Linked DNA regions of Ovis aries: region 2 is linked to region 1. Evidence: chromatin contacts called from public Hi-C data. All regions are on one chromosome and are shown on one strand. The core of a region is the stretch at or near the end of the contact, and the rest is flanking DNA. Distances in the headings are between cores, read along the strand shown. Region 1 overlaps RIN2 (Ras and Rab interactor 2). Region 2 overlaps RIN2 (Ras and Rab interactor 2).

Region 1 (4,374 bases), core at 1,209-3,708:
ACAAGTGAGACTCAAACCTAGCCAGATGCAAAGGGAAGAGAGTAGAGTTCACCCCTGGACGGGGTGGGAGGATAAAGAAAATAGGCACAGTGGTGATGATGGTGTGTCTGTCTTTGGAGAAATACAGTGTCCCCCAGCCTAGAGTTAGCTTGTAGAGCAGATGTTTCATTTAAGGAAGCCATGGACAGTCTCGTTTCCTAGGTAAATCAGACAAAGCATTTCTAAGGTGTTTGTAACACAGAGGAGGGGAAGAAAGCATCAAATCTGTGGGTGTGTTTTTTTTTAGCCCATATGCAACTTTAATTTAAGCTCCAATACTTTGGTCACCTGATGCAAAGAACTGACTCATTAGAAAAGACCCTTATGCTGGGAAAGATTGAAGGCAGGAAGAGAAGGGGATGACAGAGGATGAGATGGTTGGATGGCATCACCAACTCAATGGACATAAGTTTTAGTAAACTCCCGGAGATGGTGAAGGACAGGAAAGTCTGGCGTGCTGCAGTCCATGAGGTCACAGAGTCGGACACAACTGAGCAACTGAGCAACTGAACAACAGCAAATGCACCTTTAAAGAATATAACACTTGGAAAGCACTTCGTGAACTATAAAATACAGCCTAACTTGTGGTCGTTCAAAGCAATTTGGAAACGTCTCTGAAGTTCTATATCTCTGAAATTCTGACATATTATCAATGGAGATGACACTCTCCTTGGCAAGTTTTATCTACTTAACAAATACCACTAGAGCCACCCTAGGAAAGTATTGGGGTAATTCTTAGAGTCTTTTTTAAATAGAAAACTTGGAAAGAAAAAACCATCACCAAGACTAGCCTTATAAACTGTTTCTCTTTGGAAGAGGCACTAAGTACAGCTGTGGGCAAGGAATATTTGCCTTGGGCTGCGGTTTAGGAAAGAAAACACAACAAAGTAGGAGCCAGGTGAAGGCCATGGCAAACCACTCCAATACTCTTGCCTGGAAAATCCCATGGACGGAGGAGCCTGGAAGGCTGCAGTTCATGGGGCTGCGAAGAGTCGGGCACGATTGAGCGACTTCACTTTCACTTTTCACTTTCTTGCATTGGAGAAGGAAATGGCAACCCACTCCAGTGTTCTTGCCTGGAGAATCCCAGGGACAGGGAAGCCTGGTGGGCTGCTGTCTATGGGGTCGCACAGAGTCCGACACGACTGAAGCGACTTAGCAGCAGCAGCAGGAGCCAGGTCACCGGTTACTCTGCTCTCTCTGGAAAGGATGGTCCCATGGACATCCCAATACAAGTCCATTCATGAAAGCTGAAGTTTATTTCTTCTAGGCTCAGCCAAGTCTCATTTCACATCTTCCTGGGTTTTGTCCATTTTAGCTCTGATTTTTAAAACTATCTTCGATGCAAGGTTGACATATATAAACATATCTGTGACAAATCTATATGTATGACAGCCTTGAATCAAGAATTTATAAAAAGAAAATGCTTATCTCAGGAAATTTAATAATGTTGGAACGCTATGTGCTATTATATTCTTTTTTGGGATGTATAGATGTGTTTCAGAGAAGGCAATGGCACCCCACTCCAGGACTTTTACCTGGAAAATCCTATGGATGGAGAAGCCTGGTAGGCTGCAGCCCATGGGGTCGCTAGAGTCGGACACAACTGAGCGACTTCACTTTCACTTTTCACTTTCATGCATTGGAGAGGGAAATGGCAACCCATTCCAGTGTTCTTGCCTGGAGAATCCCAGGGACGGGGGAACCTGGTGGGCTGCCGTCTATGGGGTCGCACAGAGTCGGATACGATTGAAGCGACTTAGCAGCGGATGTGTTTATGGAGAAGGAAATGACAACCCACTCCAGTGTTCTTGCCTGGAGAATCCCATGGACGGGGGAGCCTGGCAGGCTACGGTCCATGGGGTCGCAAGAGTCGAACACAACTTGGCGACTACACCACCACCACCAGATGTGTTTAGAGAGGGGTGAACATTTATCCCCTGAAGTGTTTTGATTCCCAAACTGTTTTCTTCTGTCCCAGCTCTGCGCATGTATTGCCTGCCACATTCTGTCCTTTTTGTAATGGATTTTCTTTCCTGGACCAGCAGTGAGCAGATACAGACAAGTGCCTCGGGTGGCTAACGAGGTTTCTCTAGGCACATGCGCCCTCTGCTGTTGCCATGGTGAAGTGCACTTTCTTTACAGCACAGAGAGCTCTCTGGGTGAGGGGGATTCTGCTATTCCAATACTAGTCTTTTTTTTTTTTTTTTTTTAATCTCTGCAGGACTCCTTTTACCCCATTCGCTGTACTTGCTACACATCATCTACAAGAGGAATGACCTTTCAGGGTTCCCTTCCTTCTGTTTTGAAGCCTCGGGTCCCACATGCATTCCAATATTTCCACCCAGGACAGGACTTGTCTGTCTAGGGTGATGTCTGGTTTGGGTCACCCCACACCCCCGAGAGTCCTGTCCTTTGCTCCAGATTTTCTCTGCTGTCTCTGCCCAGTGCTCCTGACAGGGATGGGCTCAGAGACGCCTGGCTGGACTTGGGTGTTTATCTCATTACTCACAGGAAGTCCTCCCCCGGTTTCAAACCCCACTTACTAACTCTGTGACTTGGGACAAGCTCACTTAACTTCTCAGAGCCTGTGTTTACTTGCCTGTAAAATGGAATCAAGGCACTCCTTTCACAACACTGTTCAGGGGCCCTGAATGGAGTGACGTCCATAAAGTTTCCAGCACAGTGGGACCTGTTTTTCTTTTAATCACAGCCTTTTCAAAAATTCTCATCAGAAAAGCTCTATTCAACTCAGGCTTTTTTTTTTTCTTTTATAACCACCCTCGGAAAAACCAAAAAAACAACATCTAGGAGCAAAACTATTTCTTTTCGGTCCCTGAATCCAGCTCCTCTGGGATCACTGTTATTCTCAGGCTTTTTAAATGTAACATTGTCCTCTGTGATTTCAAGAGCAAAAGGAGCAAGATAATGCTGTTTGGTTTTCTGCATTTTGTTGTTGTTGTTATTTAATTGGAAAAAAATTAGAAGAAGATCAGTTTGAAATTAAAGTAACCAACAGACCAGAAGCAACAAACTTTCAAAACAAAACACCAAATGGCCAAAAATAAGTCAGTCTTAAAAGTACAATTTACAAAATTGCATATTTCATAAAAACAAAAACATGAAATGCTTTTCCTTCTAGATTAGACTGTTTCCTCTCCAGAAAGAGGAGAAAAAAGCAACCAATGATGTGAGATTAAAACAAAACATAACTGTTATCCATCCCAGCAACAGGCTTCCCAGGTGGCTCAGTGGTAAAGAATCTGCCTGCCGATACAGGAGACTCAGGTTCAATCCCTGGATCGGGAAGATCCCGGGGAGGAGGAAATGGCAACCCACTCTAGTATTCTCACCTGAGAAATCCTACAGACTGAGGAACCTGGTGGGCTATAGTCCACAGAGTCACAAGGGATCAGACCTGACTGAGCAACTGAGTGTGCACACGCACGTGCGCACACACACACACCAGAAACATCTAAAGAAATGGCCCACAGGGCATCAAATGTGGAGTGTGTGAGCTGTAAAAACTTGGGCACATAATTTAACTTTTCTAGGACTCAGTTTCCCCTTCTGAAAGTTAGGTGCTATGAGTCACCAATTTGGGGGTCTTTTGCTATCTGAAGTTCCTTGTCTATATAAATGCTCATGAAAATTTAATTCACCATCTTGTCTGAATACCAATACTGTACCTGTTTTATAACACCTCTCAGGGAAGCAGGTTCATGCAGATAAGTCACAAATTTGTAAATGCCCAGGGCAGTAATACCCCTTGCATTTCGTCTCTTTAGGAGATAAAGTATCAAAGGAGACTTCATTTTTCCTCCCCTCAAAATAGAAATCTACTCAGCAACATCTCAGAGACATGATTTTTTCTTATCATTGAAAATATAGCTTCTATAGTATTATTTGCCTTTCTGGGAATTTCATTCGATTTGGAGGAAAATAATACCCTGTAAGACTGGATTGTAGCATGTGTCACTTGTAATCAGAGATTCCAAGCCTCCCAATATTCAATTATATTTTTGTCTGTTTTTAAGAGTGAAATCTGACTTTAAAAAAAAGTAAAAGCCTAGGGATGTTACAAAGCAAGGCTTTGCTCTCCTTGAGCATTTTCTTTGTTTATTCACAGTATTCTTAAGTCCATGTGGAATGACAACTGCACCAGAGCCATGAAAGATTTCATGTGAATAGGAAATCCCCCATCACAAAGAAGGTTGATTCCCAGCTGGACACAAATGCAAAGTTAGAGAAAATATTGGCAAATGTTCCTGCTGTGAGTCAAGATGCTGCAGTTTCATATCTAGCCGACAATTTATAAAAGCCTCTTTAATCCCT
Region 2 (4,374 bases), core at 1,159-3,658, 160 kb before region 1:
TGGTTCTTTTTCACATGAGTGATGGAATTCTACGTGGGTTACAGCACTGAAATACCTCCTCCAACTTCCTTAATTTCAGGATGGAATTCCGTAGATCTAGGCTTTACATTCCCACCTCCTCATTCAGCACTCTCTCCCCCAGAAGCTGTGGGAAAGGAGGGCAGGACTAGATTTTTTTTTTTAAGAAGAGAAACCCAACTGGCATTCTTGAAAAGCCTTACAAGCATCAGTTGACACCGGTTCTGAAGAAATTTGATGTTTGGAATCCTGGGGGTGGCATTTAAAGTGAATCCATTCAAAGTGGATTATAACTTCCCAAGAAGTGAGATTGGTGAAAATAAACAGATAAACCAGAGGAGACCAGGGCTGAATCCAATCTCCCCTACCCACCAGCAGCATAACTCTCCACAAGTCACTTCATACATCTTGACCTCCATTCCTGAATTTGCAAAACAGAGCAAAATCTACACAAAGGTGAAAACCGTGAGTTGATCACACAGCTCAAAGGAATCACTGTGTTAACAAGGTCTTAGTAAACTAGTGAGCCCTTCATTTAGGAATATGTAAAACAGATCATTTAGACTCCATTTTCTTGCCAGAGTCCGAATCTGAACTAGCACATTTAAGGGGATTGGTTTTCTAATCATTAGGATCACATCCTTCCTCACAACTGGGCATGTGATGAGTTTCTTAGGTCACCTTCTGCTTTGGCTTGCCTTCCTCTTAATTTCAAAAGCCCAGCACATTCTCTGCCCTTTTCAAAACAGAATAATGGTTTCACTGATGAAGCAACAGATATGATGAAGCATCTCTTTCAATGCAAAAGCTTAAACAAAACAAACCAATAAAAAAGTGTGGCAGTGTGTCACACATCCGCAGACAGTGGCACTCTGAGCTTCCTCTACCAGCGGTGAGCCTACTATTCTAATTCCCTTGAATTTACAAATTAAATGTTTAAGTTAATTTTCATTGAGATATAATTGACAAATATAGTATTCCTATCAGGTGTATAATACAATTTAACAATGTTTTCCAATCTCCTTAGTTTCTTATGAGAAAATATGAACATAGGCACCAGCAGGGGAGAGGCTGCTGCTGCTGTTGCTAAGTCGCTTCAGTCGTGTCCGACTCTGTGCGACCCCAGAGACGGCAGCCCACCAGGCTCCACCATCCCTGGGATTCTCCAGGTAAGAACACTGGAGTGGGTTGCCATTTCCTTCTCCAATGCATGAAAGTGAAAAGTAAAAGTGAAGTCACAACTCCATGGACTGCAGCCCACCAGGCTCCTCCGTCCATGGGATTTTCCAGGCAAGAGTGCTGGAGTGGGTTGCCATTGCCTTCTCTGGCAGGGGACAGGGGTAAGGTTCAAAACACAGGGTTTAAAAAAAATAAATTGGGGTGGGGGGCTTCCTTGGTGGCTCAGTGGTAAAGAATCTGCCTGCCAATGCAGGAGACATGAGTTTGATCCCTGGTCCGGGAAGATCCCACGTGCTGCTGGACAACTAAACCCGTGTGCCACAACTACGGAGCCTGCACGCTAGAGCCTGTGCTCTGCAAAAGAAGCTGCCACAAGAAGCCGTGCACTGAAACTAGAAAGTAACCCCTGATTGCCACAACTAGAGAAGACCTGTGCAGCAACAAAAACCCCGCACAGCCAAATAAACAAAGTAAAAAAAAGTTGTTAATTTATAAGATTTTTTTAATGTGGACCTTTTTAAAAGTCTTTATTAACTTTGTTGCAATACTGCTTCTGTTTTATGTTTTGTGTCTCTGGCCACGAGGCACATGAGATCTTAGCTCTCCGACCAAGGGTTGAATTCCCTGGTGGTCCAGTGGAAGGCAACCACTGGGCCACCAGGGAAGTCCCCTCAAAAAAACAGGCTCTGAATCCAAAGAAGAAAGTTCAGAAGCTGCACAGGCTAGGCCGGTATAGCCCTGGACACCTGGCTCCAGCTGGCAGAACCCGGCCTTGCTCCAGGGCACACGGATGCCTGCTTCACAGGGCTGAGGCCAAGACCTACTGCCATCGCTGGGACAGGCAGCCTGGATGTCAGCTTCCCTCCTCCACAGGACCTTAGATTTTTAGATGGAAAGCTCTATCTTTCCAGAGCAGCAAAGCGTTTGTGTCAAAGACTGCTGGCCACATTCAAATCTGTTTTTGGAGAAGATGAGATCCGGGGCTCCAACCAAAAGCAATACCCTATCTGAACTGTCACCTTCCGGGAAGCTAGCAGGAGAGCTTCCCCCCCCCCCCCCCCACCTCCCGGAAGGACCGGCAGCTTCGGTCGGTGCTCACAGCATCGGCGGGGAAGGAAGGCAAAGCCTGGCTCCCCAGGGAGGAGCCTCGTCTCCGTGGGCTGTCTGGCACTGCGGCCACATAGCCTAGCGCTGACATCAGCGCCCGCCTGGCTCTCCGGCCGGTGCGGGGTCCGAGCCGGTCTCCCCTGAGAGGCAGGCTCTGGAAGGGCGGGGGCCGGACCGAGAGGGCCCGGGCTGCTCTTCCGTTGTCTCGAAGGCATGCTTTTCCATCCCCACGGCACATCCTGGGGCACATTCCTTCCAGCTTTCTCTCCAGCAGCCGGGCTCTAGCCACGCCCCACCCACCCAGGCGCAAGCCACAGGAAAACAAACAAGGCTTTGATTCCTTTGTGAGAAAATAAAAAAGCTGCTGAAACTCACTTCAAGGAGACGGGGAGAGAGAGAGGCGGGGAGACACCACCGGCAAACCACACGCTGTTTACTACTTTCCACAAACAGACCCAATCAGAAAGAAGCCGATTCCAGCTTTGCTTTATGAACGGCCTAGAAATGTTGGGTAGCTCTTTTTGACTGCTGCTGCCCAGTGAATGAGGTCTCTGAAATGTGTCCTTCAGAGTCAATCTTCTGAAGTTTAAAAAAAAAATCTCTTAAGACTCTAGCCCTGGAAAAAGAGAGGTCTTGCCAAATTCAATCTTCCCTTGGCCAAAGTAACTATTAGCAATTCAGCTCTCCAATGAGGTTAGAAAGAAAGTTATTTCCCCTTGACTTTGGAGAAAACACCTTTCAAGTGCCCTCCAAAATTTGATAATTATTTTTAAAGATACACAAAGCAAACTTGTCCATTTGACTTTTTTGTTTTTGCTTACTCCCAAACTTACTGAATTCTGTGATTAGAAGCCCGCAGGGCAGTTACCCTTTGGGGAGAAGGGGGACAGGGAGGGGTTCCCTGGGGACTTTGATGCTGTCACGTTCTGCTGCGCTGGTGCTTGCTCCCTGTGGCAACTCACCCAGCTGCACACCATGGCCTCTGCCCCCCTCTGAGGGTGAAAAAGGGCACTTTCCAACCAATACAGCACAACCACCCATGGCTTGCTGAGACGTACCTTCAGGAGACCCTCAATGCCCACACAGAGGACAAAATCAGGCAGGCAACCGGAATGGTCCAGCCCTGAACAGACCCATCTGCAGTTCCCATTAGTCGCTCCCCCAAAGGTATTGGAGCCTGATGCTCAGCCCCCAAGCCAGGTATATAACATGAAGTCAACTTCAAGAAGCTGTGTTTCTAGTTCAGATCAGCCCAGGGGGTGGAGTGTGTTGCTGTTTTGAATTCCGGAGAAACCACCAAGAGAACTAACACAGGATACATTGTCCTGCCAGGCCACGAGCTACAAATATATATATATATATATACACACACAAATATATATATATACACACACACACATACACAGCATATATATATATATATTTGGTCATTTTATTGAAGTATAGTTGATTTACAAAGTCCTATTAGTTTCAGGTGTATAGTAAACTGATTCATATATATATATATATATACAAAATATATATATATATAAATACAAAATATATATATATATATACACAAACACATCCTGGAGGAGGAAATAGCAACCCCACTCCAGTATTCTTGCCTGGAGAATCCCATGGAAAGAGGAGCCTGGTGAGCTATAGTCTGTGGGGTTGCAAAGAGTCGGACACAACTGAGCGCATATATCCAAACATATATAGATACACACATATGTATTCTTTTTCAGACTCCTCCCATATAGGTTATTACAAACTACTAAGTATATCAGTCCTTGTGCTATACAGTAGGTCCTTGCTGCTTACCTATTTTACCTACAGTGGGGTGTATTTGTTAATCCCAAACTCCTCATCTCTCCCTCCCTCCCCTTCCCCCTTTGATAACCCTAAGTTTCTTTCTATGGCTGTGGATTTCTGAATTCCACTGGTATCTTTTCTCGATAGCACGTATAAGCAATTCTACACACAAACACACATGTATTTTAGAGGCAAGGCGGCGCTCACCTATCTGGTCTTCGGGGATCAGCGATTCGATGGGGGGGTCCAGCTCGGAGCTCTGGGACAGGTAGT

The links. Hi-C and Micro-C count contacts between places; a contact is called where the count stands out from the background.
Region 2: a contact with region 1 is called in a Hi-C map of hypothalamus, with 4 times the contacts expected there. The contact joins two enhancer-like sites. A contact is called at or near these places in 8 of 16 Hi-C or Micro-C datasets (blood, hypothalamus, liver and 4 more).

The regions. Positions count from the first base shown.
Region 1 is chr13:38,950,030-38,954,403 of ARS-UI_Ramb_v3.0, reverse strand. The region is part of intron 1 of RIN2 (Ras and Rab interactor 2); the gene reads right to left. LOC132657631 reads right to left here. Exons shown (of 2, transcript XM_060397507.1): 1 at 1,921-4,374; 2 at 1-1,880. Among named protein-coding and RNA genes, the nearest start is that of RIN2, 22 kb to the right of the region's middle. Within about 2 kb of position 2,458, at least 23 of the 54 cell types and tissues checked have an H3K27ac peak or open chromatin away from gene starts, as enhancers often do. A contact at or near this core is called in hypothalamus, where this site is marked.
Region 2 is chr13:39,111,720-39,116,093 of ARS-UI_Ramb_v3.0, reverse strand. It overlaps RIN2 (Ras and Rab interactor 2), which reads right to left. Exons shown (of 12, transcript XM_060397505.1): 8 at 4,309-4,374. Among named protein-coding and RNA genes, the nearest start is that of NAA20, 31 kb to the left of the region's middle. Within about 2 kb of position 2,408, at least 31 of the 54 cell types and tissues checked have an H3K27ac peak or open chromatin away from gene starts, as enhancers often do. A contact at or near this core is called in hypothalamus, where this site is marked.